Linked DNA regions of Ovis aries: region 1 is linked to region 2. Evidence: chromatin contacts called from public Hi-C data. All regions are on one chromosome and are shown on one strand. Each heading gives the region's core, a stretch centred on a gene start, on an enhancer-like site or on the middle of the called end of the contact. The rest is flanking DNA. Distances are from core to core; before and after follow the strand shown.

Region 1 (6,704 bases), core at 1,524-4,023, 110 kb after region 2:
CAAATTCCTTGATTTTTCAGGTGACAGCCTCAAACTGATAAAAACAAAAATAAAAGTTTCTCACAGAAAGCATTTTCAAAGTACATTACTGCTCTAAGCAAGAATGCTGCTATTGTCTTTTTTCCTCTTCCCTGTAGCTACACCAGAATTTGAGAACCAAGGTTTTATTAAATAGCTGTTCTAGAATTCTCCTTAGTTTTACTACAGCCAAGACACAACCGACAGGCACATTCAAAAGCGTCATAATGAAAAATCCTCCACTGAGGGACCTAAGTACCAGGACAAAAGTCACTATACTTGTGAAGTAAAATAATACCCTAAACCTTTTACAGTGAAGAGAAACTAGCAATTGGCCTCCAAAAATTTCAAAACAACCCCACCCACACCACCCCACCTCAAAAAATCAACTTTAAAGTTTCTGTTGGTCTAGCGGGTTCTCTTGATGCCCTCCAATTAACAAAGTTAGGTAATTAAGACATTTATTTAAACTCATTTTTAAGGAAAGAAATCCTTATCCCATTTTGTTTGTTCACAAGCTCATCTGCTCACTGTGCCCCACACGCCCCCTCCTCCCCTCGGCTAGCGGCCAGGTGCTGGCAGAGCAGGATCCCTGAGATTGATTAGTGGATTCGAGGACAGTTATCCTTACTTTGCAGCCCTTTATGATCTGCCAGGGGCCGTGCGCGTGGCCCTTGACCCTGGGAAACGGTTTCTGTACTAGCGATCCTATTCTCCTTCCCCCGTCCTAGGGGCCTCCTCTTGCTGGCGCTTCTTGCAGAGAATTTACTGCCTAGCACTTTCTCTGCGTTGCTTCTTCCGCACTGGCCATCCCAAGGCCAGAGATCAAACTCCTTCACTGTACTGGGACACTTGATACATGCACAAAATATGGCATTGATTTCTGTTCTCCCATCTCCCTCCCTCCTCCAGCTACAGTACCCATCATCTTACTGAGGCGTGCTTCAGAAACCTGTGGAATAGGTCAATCCAAAGGTATCAAGTGGTTTCCAGCTTGTCGATCAAGGTAAATTCAAGGCCTTGGAAATGCCCTTGTTCTACAGATTAAAAGCTCTTACAAGCTATCCTGGTTAACTGATTTCACTTGGTCAATAATAAATCTAGGTAGAAGAAAACTATGATGGCACCTTATGTCTGTAAGAAGTTTAGTAGTGGTTTAGAGTGTAGGCTCGGGAACAAGAATGCTAATTTGAATCCTGGACATTAGTTCTTATGCAGGTAATCAACCCTCTCATTACCTCCTCCTCCTCCCCTGTAAAACAGGGATAAGAATGGCACCTATGTCACAGAACCGTTGTGAGGTAATAAGTTAGCTCAGGAGTCAAGTCATCGGAAGAGTACCAGAGCCCTCCCCGCCCTCAACACAACCAACCATTATGACCCAAGCGCTGGCTACCCTTCGGAAAAAGCAATCCTCACTCTTCCGGGTGATTAAATTTTACTTCTCTCCCCAGAGGATTGGTGGTGCTTCACGTTTCAATTTTACTCAATCTCCGAGCCAGGGCTGCAATGAGCAGCCACCCGGTTCATCTCACTCTAGCACAGCTGAGGAGCGGCGGCGGGGGGCGGGGGAGGGGTCTTCAATTTACATTCCAGACTCTCAGATCTAAAGGATAAGAAACAGCATATGGCTTGGGGGCTGAAAGAGAAGCACTCATTTGAGAACCAAACAGTGGTTTTAAATAAACCTGCAGTCGGGGGAGACACATTGCTTTGGGAGAGGGATCAGCATAGACTGAAAAACAGCTGACAACCCCAGGTCGTTATTTTATATTAGCAAAAATGCTTGCCGGCGGACGCCTGGTTGCAGGCGATCGAGGGAGAAGTGGTGAGAATTAATGTCGCTTAATTGCGTCTGCCACAGTCACCCCTTTCTCCGGACCGCTGTTGGACCTTCTCCTAGGAGCACCCCGGGTTAGTCCAGCCAGTCCGAGCCTGAGGGCGTCCAGCCCCCTGGGGCTCCCCGCATCTTCTCCGCGGGCTAGGCGAGCGAAGGCTCCAGAGCGGGGTGGGGGGCGGGTGGAGGGCTACTGCTCTGGACGCCAAGGTTGGGAGGAGTGGCTGTTCGGAAACCGAGGGGTTGATCAACGAGAAGAGAAGAGAAAACTTGCAGCGGTGTCCTCCCCTCCGGGAGCCTGTCGCAGTCTCGGGCCGGTGGGACCCACCTTCGGCCCGAAGCGCCGAGCGCAGGCCCCAGGGCTCGCGGGCATGGAGGCGCGGGGCCGGGGTGCGGGAGCCGGCTGGGAGCACCGCGAGGGTGGGCGCTCCGCGGCGGTCGAACCCCCTCCTCCCGCGCCGTTCGCCGTTGGGCCGGGAGGCCGGCGCCGCGGAGCCTCGGAGACCCGGGCGAGAACGCGCTCACCTGTACTGGTCGAACTTGGCGTACACCGCCCACTCGGCGGGGTTGCTCTCGTAGGCTTCCAAGACGGCCTGCACCTCCTCCACGTTGATCTCCTCGCCGGCGAAGAGCTGGTGCAGGACGCGGATCAGATCAGCCAGGGTGCGGGGCTTCAGCACCTCGGTCCGCTCCATCCCCGAGTAACTGGCGGCGCGCGGCTCGCTGCCGGGCTGCGAAGAAGGAGGAGCTGAGCGAGCCGAGGAGCCGGAGGCGAGAGTTCCTAGGCGCTAGCTAGACAGTTACACGCGACACAAAGCCCCCGAGTGCACGAGGGCCACGGCGTAAAGAAGCCCGTGCCAAGATACCCGCCCTGGCGGGTCTGGGTACGCGCTGCGCACACAAATCCGGACCCAACCTCGTAGGTTCAGCCTCCCAGGGCCCTTTTAAAGCTCTCGGAATCGGCGGGAATGTACCAACGTCCCTCGGAGGGTGGGGAGAAGCGGGAAGCGACCTGAGAAGAGGGCTTAAAGCGGAGAGAAGTGTGCGGGTAAGGCCCACGCAGACGGCCCAGGCTCTCTCGGCACCCTCGCCCTGGCGGAACGCTGTCCTCGCGGGTCGCAGCGCTTGCGGTGGGCTTCGCGCAGTCTCTGCACAACCCCCCGGAGCAAGGCGCCTTTTGGCGGCGCATCCAAACCCTTCTCCCCCGCCCAGCTCCCTGAGGCTCCGCTCTGCAGCCTCGGTTCACAGTGCTTGGACGTCGACAGAAGGGGTCCGGAGAAGGGGAGGGCGATTGGGAGGAAGAAACGGGAAAGAAAGGGGATTTTCTTCTAAATGGAGCCGAGGGATTGTGAACAGTTCGCAAAGGTTGAGGATGGATTGCACACCTAAGGCTGGAGAGCGACTGTTCTGCCGATTGAAACCATCGATAATGTGCTTCAAGGCTAGGTGAAAATAAATCAAAATCTTCTTTAAAAAAATTTGAATGTGTTGTACTTTAAATTACAGTTTGACAAGGGAAGCTTGTGTCTAGGGCAACCTAGTGAAACAATAGAAGGCCGGGTATCCCTCTGATTTTTAAAATAAAACAGTTCCTTAATAATATATTCAATGCAAAGACCTGATGTTTCCAGTAATGGGTCAAAGAAATTTAAAGCGTTCTAGTTACTTCAATATCTCAATTTTAGGCTTGTGCTTAAAGGATAATACCACTGGCACTTGTTGGTACCAGTAATACACACAAGAAAATGCATTTCTATGTTCTGCATAGCACACAGCAAGCTTTGAGATGAACACAAATTAGGTATGAATGAAAATAAAAGTGAAGGACAGAAAAAAGTCAAGTAGAGAATCCTTCTTTCTTACTATAGATAGATTAGGGTTTATTAAAAGTCTAGACTTCTGGAAGACTGGTTTGTTTTTCCTAGATTTTGCTCCAAGGTATTTATATGTATGTACATATGTATGACAGAGAAGGCAATAGCACCCCACTCCAGGACTCTTGCCTGGAAAATCCCATGGGCGGAGGGGCCTGGAAGGCCGCAGTCCATGGGGTCGCTAAGAGTGGGACACGACTGAGCGACTTCACTTTCACTTTTCACTCTCGCGCATTGGAGAAGGAAATGGCAACCCACTCCAGTGTTCTTGCCTGGAGAATCCCAGGGAGGAGGGAGCTTGGTGGGCTGCCGTCTATGGGGTTGCGCAGAATCAGACGCGGCTGAAGTGACTCAGCAGTAGCACATATGTACGAATATCTGTATATATTGTTATACATGTTAGTACTCCAGAAGCCAACCTTTTGTGGTGTGTGTTGCAGAGGTGGTTAAAGAATTATAGGACAAAGTACTAAAAATTTGTACCCTTTTAGTCATTTGCTCAAAATTTTTTATTCTTATGTTTCCTGTTGTTGTTCAGTTGCTAAGTCCTACTCTTTGCAACCCCACGAAATGCGGCACACCAGGCTTTCCTGTCCCTCACTATCTTCCTGAGTTTGCTCAAACTCATGTCCATTGAACTGATGATGCCATCCAACCATCTCATCCTCTGTTGCCCCCTTCTCTTGCTCTCAATCCTTCCCAGCATCAGGGTCTTTTCCAATCAGTCAGTTCTTCGCATCAGGTGGCCAAAGTATTGGAGCTTCAGCTTCAGCATCAGTCCTTTCAATGAATATGCAGGGTTGATTTCCTTTAGGATTGACTGGTTTGATCTCCTTGCAGTCCAGGGGACTCTCAAGAGTCTTCTCTAACACCACAATTCTAAAGCATCAATTCTTTGGCACTCAGCCTTCTTTATGGTCCAACTTTCACATCCTTACACAACTACTGGAAAACACATAGCTTTGACTATACAGACCTTTATTGGCAAAGTGATGTCTCTTCCAAGGAGCATGCGTCTTTTAATTTCGTGGTAGCAGTCATTGTCTGCAGTGATTTGGAAGCCCAAGAAAGTAAAATCTGTCACTGTTTCCACTTTTCCCCCTTCTATTTGCCATGAAGTGATGGGATCAGATGCCATAATCTTAGTTTTTGAATGTTTAGTTTTAAGTCAGGTTTTTTGCTTTCCTCTTTCACCCTCATCAAAAGGCTCTTTACTTGCTCTTCGCTTTTTGCCATTAGAGTGGTATCATCCACATATCTGAGGTTGTTGATATTTCTCCCGGCAACCTTGATTCCAGCTTGTGCTTCATCCAGCCCAGCCTTTCACATGATATACTCTGTATATAAGTTAAATAAGCATGGTGACAATATACAGCCTTGACGTACTCCTTTCCCAATTTTGAACCAGTCAGTTGTTCCATGTCGTTCTGTTGCTTCTTGACCTGTATACAGGTTTCTCGGGAGACAGGTAAGGTGGTCTGGTATTCCCATCTCCTTTAAGAATTTTCCACTTTTTGTTGTGACTTACACAGTCAAAAACTTTAGCATAGTCAAAGAAGCAGAAATAGATTTAAAAAAAAAATTATTCCCTTGCTTTTCCTTTGATACAACAGATGTTGGCAATTTGACCTCTGGTTCTTCTGCCTTTTCTAAATCCAGCTTGTACATCTGGAAGTTCTTGGTTCACGTACTGTTGAAGCCTACCTTGAAGGATTTTGAGGATTACCTTGCTAGCATGCGAAATGAGCGCAACTGTATGGTAGTTTGAACATTCTTTGGCATTGCCTTTCCTTGGGATTGGAATGACAATTGACCTTTTCCAGTCCTGTGGCTATTACTGAACTTCCTGTTGAGTCTCTTCATTACTGAATACCTCTTTTCAGCCATTTTAACTCACAAATATTGGGAATGAAAAACAAAAATCAAATACAAGCTTAACTTCCCTGCATTTCATAGTGGATTACACTTCCCTTAATTTTTCAGACAGTATTTTCTTTTTCTAGCTCCTCTTGACATTCAGAGACCTCAAGGATATATATATATATGTATATATATATATATGTATATGTATATATGTATACATATATATATATATGTATACTCATGGCATCTGGTCCCATCACTTCATGGGAAATAGATGGGGAAACAGTGGAAACAGTGTCAGACTTTATTTTTTGGGGCTCCAAAATCACTGCAGATGGTGACTGCAGCCATGAAATTAAAAAACGCTTACTCCTTGGAAGGAAAGTTATGACCAATCTAGATAGTATATTCAAAAGCAGAGACATTACTTTGCCAACTAAGGTCCATCTAGTCAAGGCTATGGTTTTTCCAGTGGTCATGTATGGATGTGAGAGTTGGACTGTGAAGAAGGCTGAGCGCCGAAGAATTGATGCTTTTGAACTGTGGTGTTGGAGAAGACTCTTGAGAGTCGCTTGGACTGCAAGGAGATCCAACCAGTCCATTCTGAAGGAGATCAACCCTGGGATTTCTTTGGAAGGAATGATGCTAAAGCTGAAGCTCCAGTACTTTGGACACCTTATGCGAAGAGTTGACTCATTGGAAAAGACTCTGATGCTGGGAGGGATTGGGGGCAGGAGGAGAAGGGGACGACAGAGGATGAGATGGCTGGATGGCATCACTGACTCGATGGACGTGAGTCTGAGTGAACTCTGGGAGATGGTGATGAACAGGGAGGCCTGTCATGCTGCAATTCATGGGGTCACAAAGAGTCGGGACATGACTGAGCGACTGAACTGAACTGAGCGACTGAACTGAACTGAACTGATACACACAACATGTATATATAAAATATTATATGTATCTCTAATCAAAGATCTATCTATATAATATAGCTATATCCACACATTCATATTCATTGCCTCTCTAAACTCTCCCCCTAAAATCACGATTGATCCCCTCTATGTGGATGTCTCCTACATCTCCCTAATCGCACACACTGAGAGCAATCTCTA
Region 2 (5,969 bases), core at 3,391-5,890:
TACATACTTCAGTGTTTTTTAGAAAATTGTCAAAATCAATAGATCATTATGTTACCTGAATAATTAAAGCTTCATGAGGGTCAGAGACTAATAGCCTCCATTCATTAAAGTCTGGCTGATTCACAGAAATCCTCTTTTTGGAATGCATTAAACTGCAGAGTTCATGAAAAGAGGCTTTAGGCTGATTTTCTCAACCTGTGGTCCACTAATCCCCAGGCAGTCTTATGGATAAAATTCAGGCTTCCCAGGTGGTGCTAGTGGTAAGAACCTGCCTGCCAATGCAGGAAAAGACGTAAGAGATGCAGGTTTGATCCCTGAGTCGGGAAGTTCCCCTGGAGAAGGGAATGGCAACCCACTCCAGTATTCTTGCCTGGAGAACCCCATGCACAGAAGAGCCTGGCGGGCTACAGTCCATAGGGTCACAAAGTCAGACATGACTGAAGTGACTTAGCATAGCATGCCGGGAATCTATGGGCCTGGATGGACAGAATTGTATTTTCACTAACCTCTTTGAAATTTAGAATTTCCTTCAATTAAAAATGTAGACATATTAACGCACCTATATGGAATCTAGAAAGATAGTACTGACGCTCCTACTTAAAGGGCAGCAAAGGAGACACGTCAGACATTTTGGACACAGGGGGGAAGGAGACGCGGGATGATATGAGAGAACAGCACTGAAACATATACATCACCATATGTAAAACAGACAGCCAGTGGGAGTCTGATGTGTGACCCAGGGAATCCAGAGCCAGTGCTCTCTAACAACCCAGAGGGGAGGGTGGGGAGGGAGGTGGAAGCGGGATTGAAGAGGGAGGGGACATACATATATGCCTAATGCCAATTCATTTTGAGGTATGGCAAAAACAATCACACAATGGTTGAGTAATTACCCTCTAATTAAGAAAAAAGGATGCAGACAGCAAGCCACAGTAATAGACAAGGGTATTTATATCTCCAACAGAAATCATACCCATTCATTAGTTCTTGCAGATACCTCAAAATACTGTTTCTGCTCATCACTACATCAAAATTATAGTAGGCAGTGAGCCTGCTGCTAGGCCATAACTTAGAGAGGCACATTGTGCTTAGTCGCTCAGTCGTCTCCGACTCTCTGTGACCCCATGGACTGTAGCCCGCCAGGCTCCTCTATCGGTCGGGATTCTCCAGGCAAGAGTACTGGAGTGGGTTGCCGTGCTCTCCTCCAGGGGATCTTCCCAACCAGGGATCGAACCCAGGTCTCCCACATTGCAGGCGGACTCTTTACCATCTGAACTACCAGGAAAGCCCAAAGAAGCATATCATTATATCATAAATTTGATTTAATATTTAGGTAACTGTATTTTTAAATAATTATTTTTATTTTTTCCCTAAAAGTCGTGCTTTTCATGCATTTAAAACATTATTCTTGGGAACTTTTCTGGTTGCCCAGTGGCCAAGACTGCACTCCAGTGCAGGAGGCCCAGGTCCTATCCCCAGCCAAGTAGCTAGATGCAGATGCTGCAACTAAGTGTTCACATGTTGCAAAGACCCCACAGGCTGAAAGGAAAAGACCCCTCATGCAGCAGCAAATATTGAAGATCCCACATGCCATAGCTGAGACCCAGCACAGCCAGATACATACACAAATAAAACGTTATTCTTAGCAAAGGCCTGGAGACATCAACAGTTCCAGAGAGGTTCATGATACAAAATAAGTTAGGAAATTTTACTTTAGAGCAAATAAAACTAAAGTTCAGATGTATACAATTTTAATGTCAGTAAATAATTCTTATGCCAAGAAAGGTAAGCCATCTTATATGGAATCAGCCTTAATAGCCATCAACAGATGAATGGATATAGAAGATGTGTGTATATGTATATTATATATGTACAATGGAATATTGCTCAACCATTAAAAAGAATGAAATTTTGCCATTTGCAGCAACATGGATAGACTTGGAGGGCATTATGCTAAGTGAAATGTCAAAGAAAGACAAATCCTTTATGATAGCACTTACTTGTGGAATCTAAAACAAACAAACTAGTGAATATTACAAAAAGGAGGCAGATTCTCTGATACAGAGAACAAACTAGCAGTCACCAGTGAGGACAGGGAAGGGGGCAGGCAACATAGGGTAATAACTATAAATGGATTATAACTTTTAAGAACTGTGAATCACTATATTGTATATCCATAATATACAATATTTTACATCAACTAAATTTTTTTAAATGAGCAAAAAAACCCCACTAAGGTTAATTTCACAGATAAAAGTAATAATGGTCTTTTACTCCTGTTATGAGATTAATAGTCCATATGTCAAACAAGTCTTTTTTATTTTGTAAAGACCTAGCATAAAGAAAGGGTCACAAAGAGTTGGATACGACTGAGCGACTGAGCGTAAAGAAAATAACAATGCCGCAGCCATCTAGAGATAAACCATCTTCCTAAAACTCTAGATGTATCTTTTTTTTAGAAAGAAAACTTAAGTGAAAACAAATTTTTACAAGAAACATGATTTTTTCCTTTTAATCAAGCAAGCAGTATTTACAAAGCCCTTATTTATGACATTTCTCCTCTTTAAATGACAAAGAGGATGTTTGGGAATTTCAACGGGATTTTTCTAAGCAATAGACCCAAATCCCATTTTATGTTTCTGAATCTTAAACAGAGGAACCATCCTCATCCAGCCTATCAAAATGATGAGATTTGTATAAATATCAGTTTAGGAATCCACAGTTATTGCCTGGAATGTATTCAGACTTGTGGCCATTTTCTAGCTCAGGAAGGACATGAGATCTTGTTCTTGATCTTGAGAAGGACAAGATCCTGAGAAGGACAATGACAGAGAACTGAGCAGTAACTCATTCGCATTTGTCTGGGCCAATACATTCTAGGGTGTCCTTGGACTTTAAAAAGTTCAGCGAAGGATGGCAGCAACGGAATAAAGGACAACAGAGCTTGGTGAGGGGATATTAACTGTTGGAGTTGAGGAGAGGCTGCTATATCATGTGCTGTCTCAGTGTCTGCAGAGCGCATTGTGTAATCCCTTTGCGTGTCCCTCAGTGGGACATGCCCTTTGCACCCACGCTGAGTTGCGTAAGTGAAGATTTCAGTCTTTCATTTTGCCTTATCGGTGAGGATGCTGTTTATGATGCAAGGACATCAAGACTTATGGGCTAGAGGAACACCACTCATACTCTCCTCCTCTCCCTCACTTCTCAGTGGTCTGAGTTTGCAGCAAGTTGCTGTGCATCTTGGGTGATCATAGGAGGACTGGGAAGTGCCATCTGAGAACCAAAGTGAGAAGGACCAGGGTGGAGGACTATCAGGGTTCAGGGTTCAAAAGTACGGCACCAACTGGCAGAAATGCTGCATGTTTTTGAGGTTTGTCTGCTTCTGACCATCCAGGCTCCATAAGCCATGCTCATTAATAAACAAGGAGTGATCCACATGGCATCTGGTCCCATCACTTCATGGGAAATAGATGGGGAAACAGTGGAAACAATGTCAGACTTTATTTTGGGGGGCTCCAAAATCACTGCAGATGGTGACTACAGCCATGAAATTAAAAGACGCTTACTCTTTGGAAGGAAAGTTATGACCAACCTAGATAGCATATTCAAAAGCAGATACATTACTTTGCCAACAAAGGTACGTCTAGTCAAGGCTATGGTTTTTCCAGTGGTCATGTATGGATGTGAGAGTTGGACTGTGAAGAAAGCTGAGCACCGAAGAATTGATGCTTTTGAACTGTGGTGTTGGAGAAGACTCTTGAGAGTCCCTTGGACTGCAAGGAGATCCAACCAGTCCATTCTAAAGGAGATCAGTCCTGGGTGTTCTTTGGAAGGACTGATGCTAAAGCTGAAACTCCAGTACTTTGGCCACCTCATGCGAAGAGTTGACTCATTGGAAAAGACTCTGATGCTGGGAGGGATTGGGGGCAGGAGGAAAAGGGGAAGACAGAGGATGAGATGGCTGGATGGTATCACTGACTCGATGGACGTGAGTTTGAGTGAACTCCCGGAGTTGGTGATGGACAGGGAGGCCTGGTGTGCTGCGATTCATGGGGTCGCAAAGAATCAGACATGACTGAGCAACTGAACTGAACTGAACTGATCCACTGAAGACACTGCAAGTGAGGCCTGTGGACAGGAAGCATCATCCAGGAGCTTGTTAGCAATCCCGGTTCTGGGGATTCCCCTGTGACCCAGTGGCTAAGACGCCATGCTTCCAATGCAGAGGGGCTGCTTTTTGACCCCTGGTCAGGGAACTAGATCCCACATCTGCAATGAAGAGCTTGCATGCTGCAGCTGAAGACCTCACATACTGCAACCATAAAGAAAAGATCCTTTAAGGCACAACTAAGACTTGGAACAAGTAAATATTTATTATATTTAATATTAATATTAAAATTATTAAATAAATACCAGCATTTATTTATTAATAAATTTTTAAAATAAATTGAGATTCTTGGGCCCCAGGCTAGACTTCCTGAGTCAGAATCTCAGGAACGGAACCCAGGAATCTGTGTTTTAACAAGCCTCCCAGACGATTTTTAGGCCCACCAAGGCTCGAGGAGCCCTGACCTAGGCAACCACCAAGAGACTACTCTTCTGAAGAAGAAGGATGTCACTGTGTCACTGGGCAGCAGCAGCATGATGGTATGTTTATTAAGCAGCCAAAGCTCTACCCCAAAGGGCACCAAAGCCAAGATCTTATTGGAAATAGACCAAGGGGGAAAATCCATTAGATTTTCTTTGGATTGCTCAACTACATCCATGCCAGTGAGTTTGCAAAACATGCCACACCTCTCCTATGACTAATTGTTTTGAAATTGCAAGCAAGAGGAGAGGTGGAGTAGTTCAGAGAATTAAGCCAGAACAAGTTGTTTAGGTAGTTTGAAACTTTTTCTGGTCATTCCACTGACTTTGTCTAAATAAGCTGAGAGCCAGGACAGTATCTTACTCATGCTTTTATTACTAGCAACTGGCTCAGAGACTCACTCACTATAGCTGCTCAGTGAATGTTGAAAACTGAATAAATGAATGAATGAAATTAAATGAAGCTTTTGTCTTTATTTCCATGTATTAGTTTTATACTGCTGCTCAAACAAATTACCATTATTTTAGACTCTTAAGCAACAAAACTATGCCAAAGCCTTTGACTGTGTGGATCACAATAAACTGTGGAAAATTCTGAAAGAAATGGGAATACCAGACCACCTAACCTGCCTCTTGAGAAACCGCTACGCAGCTCAGGAAGCAACAGTTAGAACTGGACATGGAACAACAGACTGGTTCCAAATAGGAAAAGGAGTACGTTAAGGCTGTATATTGTCACCCTGCTTATTTAACTTCTATGCAGAGTACATCATGAGAAACACTGGGCTGGAAGAAGCACAACCTGGAATTAAGATTGCCGGGAGAAATATCAATAACCTCAGATATGCAGATGACACCACCCTTATGGCAGAAAGTGAAGAGGAACTAAAGAGCCTCTTGATGAAAGTGAAAGAGGAGAGTGAAAAAGTTGGCTTAAAGCTCATTCAGAAAACGAAGATCATAGCATCCAGTCCCATCACTTCATGGCAAATAGATGGGGAAACAGTAGAAAAAGTCAGTGGCTGACTTTATTTTGGGGGGCTCCAAAATCACTGCAGATGGTGACTGCAGCCATGAAATTAAAAGATGCTTACTCCTTGGAAGGAAAGTTACGACCAATCTAGACAGCATATTAAAAAGCAGAGACGTTACTTTGCCAACAAAGGTCTGTCTAGTCAAGGATATGGTTTTTCCAGTAGTCATGTATGGATATGAGAGTTGGACTATAAAGAAAGCTGAGCACTGAAGAATTGATGCTTTTGAACTGTGGTGTTGGAGAAGACTCTTGAGAGTCCCTTGGAGTGCAAGGAGATCCAACCAGTCCATTCTGAAGGAGATCAGTCCTGGGTGTTCACTGGAAGGACTGATGCTGAAGCTGAAAC

Evidence for each region. A called contact is a pair of places that touch in the nucleus more often than the background predicts.
Region 1: a contact with region 2 is called in a Hi-C map of liver, with 2.7 times the contacts expected there. The contact joins the promoter of CDO1 here to the enhancer-like site in region 2. A contact is called at or near these places in 2 of 16 Hi-C or Micro-C datasets (liver and mixed tissues).

Annotation. Positions count from the first base shown.
Region 1 is chr7:4,667,735-4,674,438 of ARS-UI_Ramb_v3.0, forward strand. CDO1 (cysteine dioxygenase type 1) reads right to left here and starts at 2,774. Exons shown (of 5, transcript XM_015096777.3): 1 at 2,381-2,774. The coding sequence starts at 2,550.
Region 2 is chr7:4,558,806-4,564,774 of ARS-UI_Ramb_v3.0, forward strand. No RefSeq gene overlaps it. Among named protein-coding and RNA genes, the nearest start is that of TRNAC-GCA, 35 kb to the left of the region's middle. Within about 2 kb of position 4,641, at least 7 of the 54 cell types and tissues checked have an H3K27ac peak or open chromatin away from gene starts, as enhancers often do. A contact at or near this core is called in liver, where this site is marked.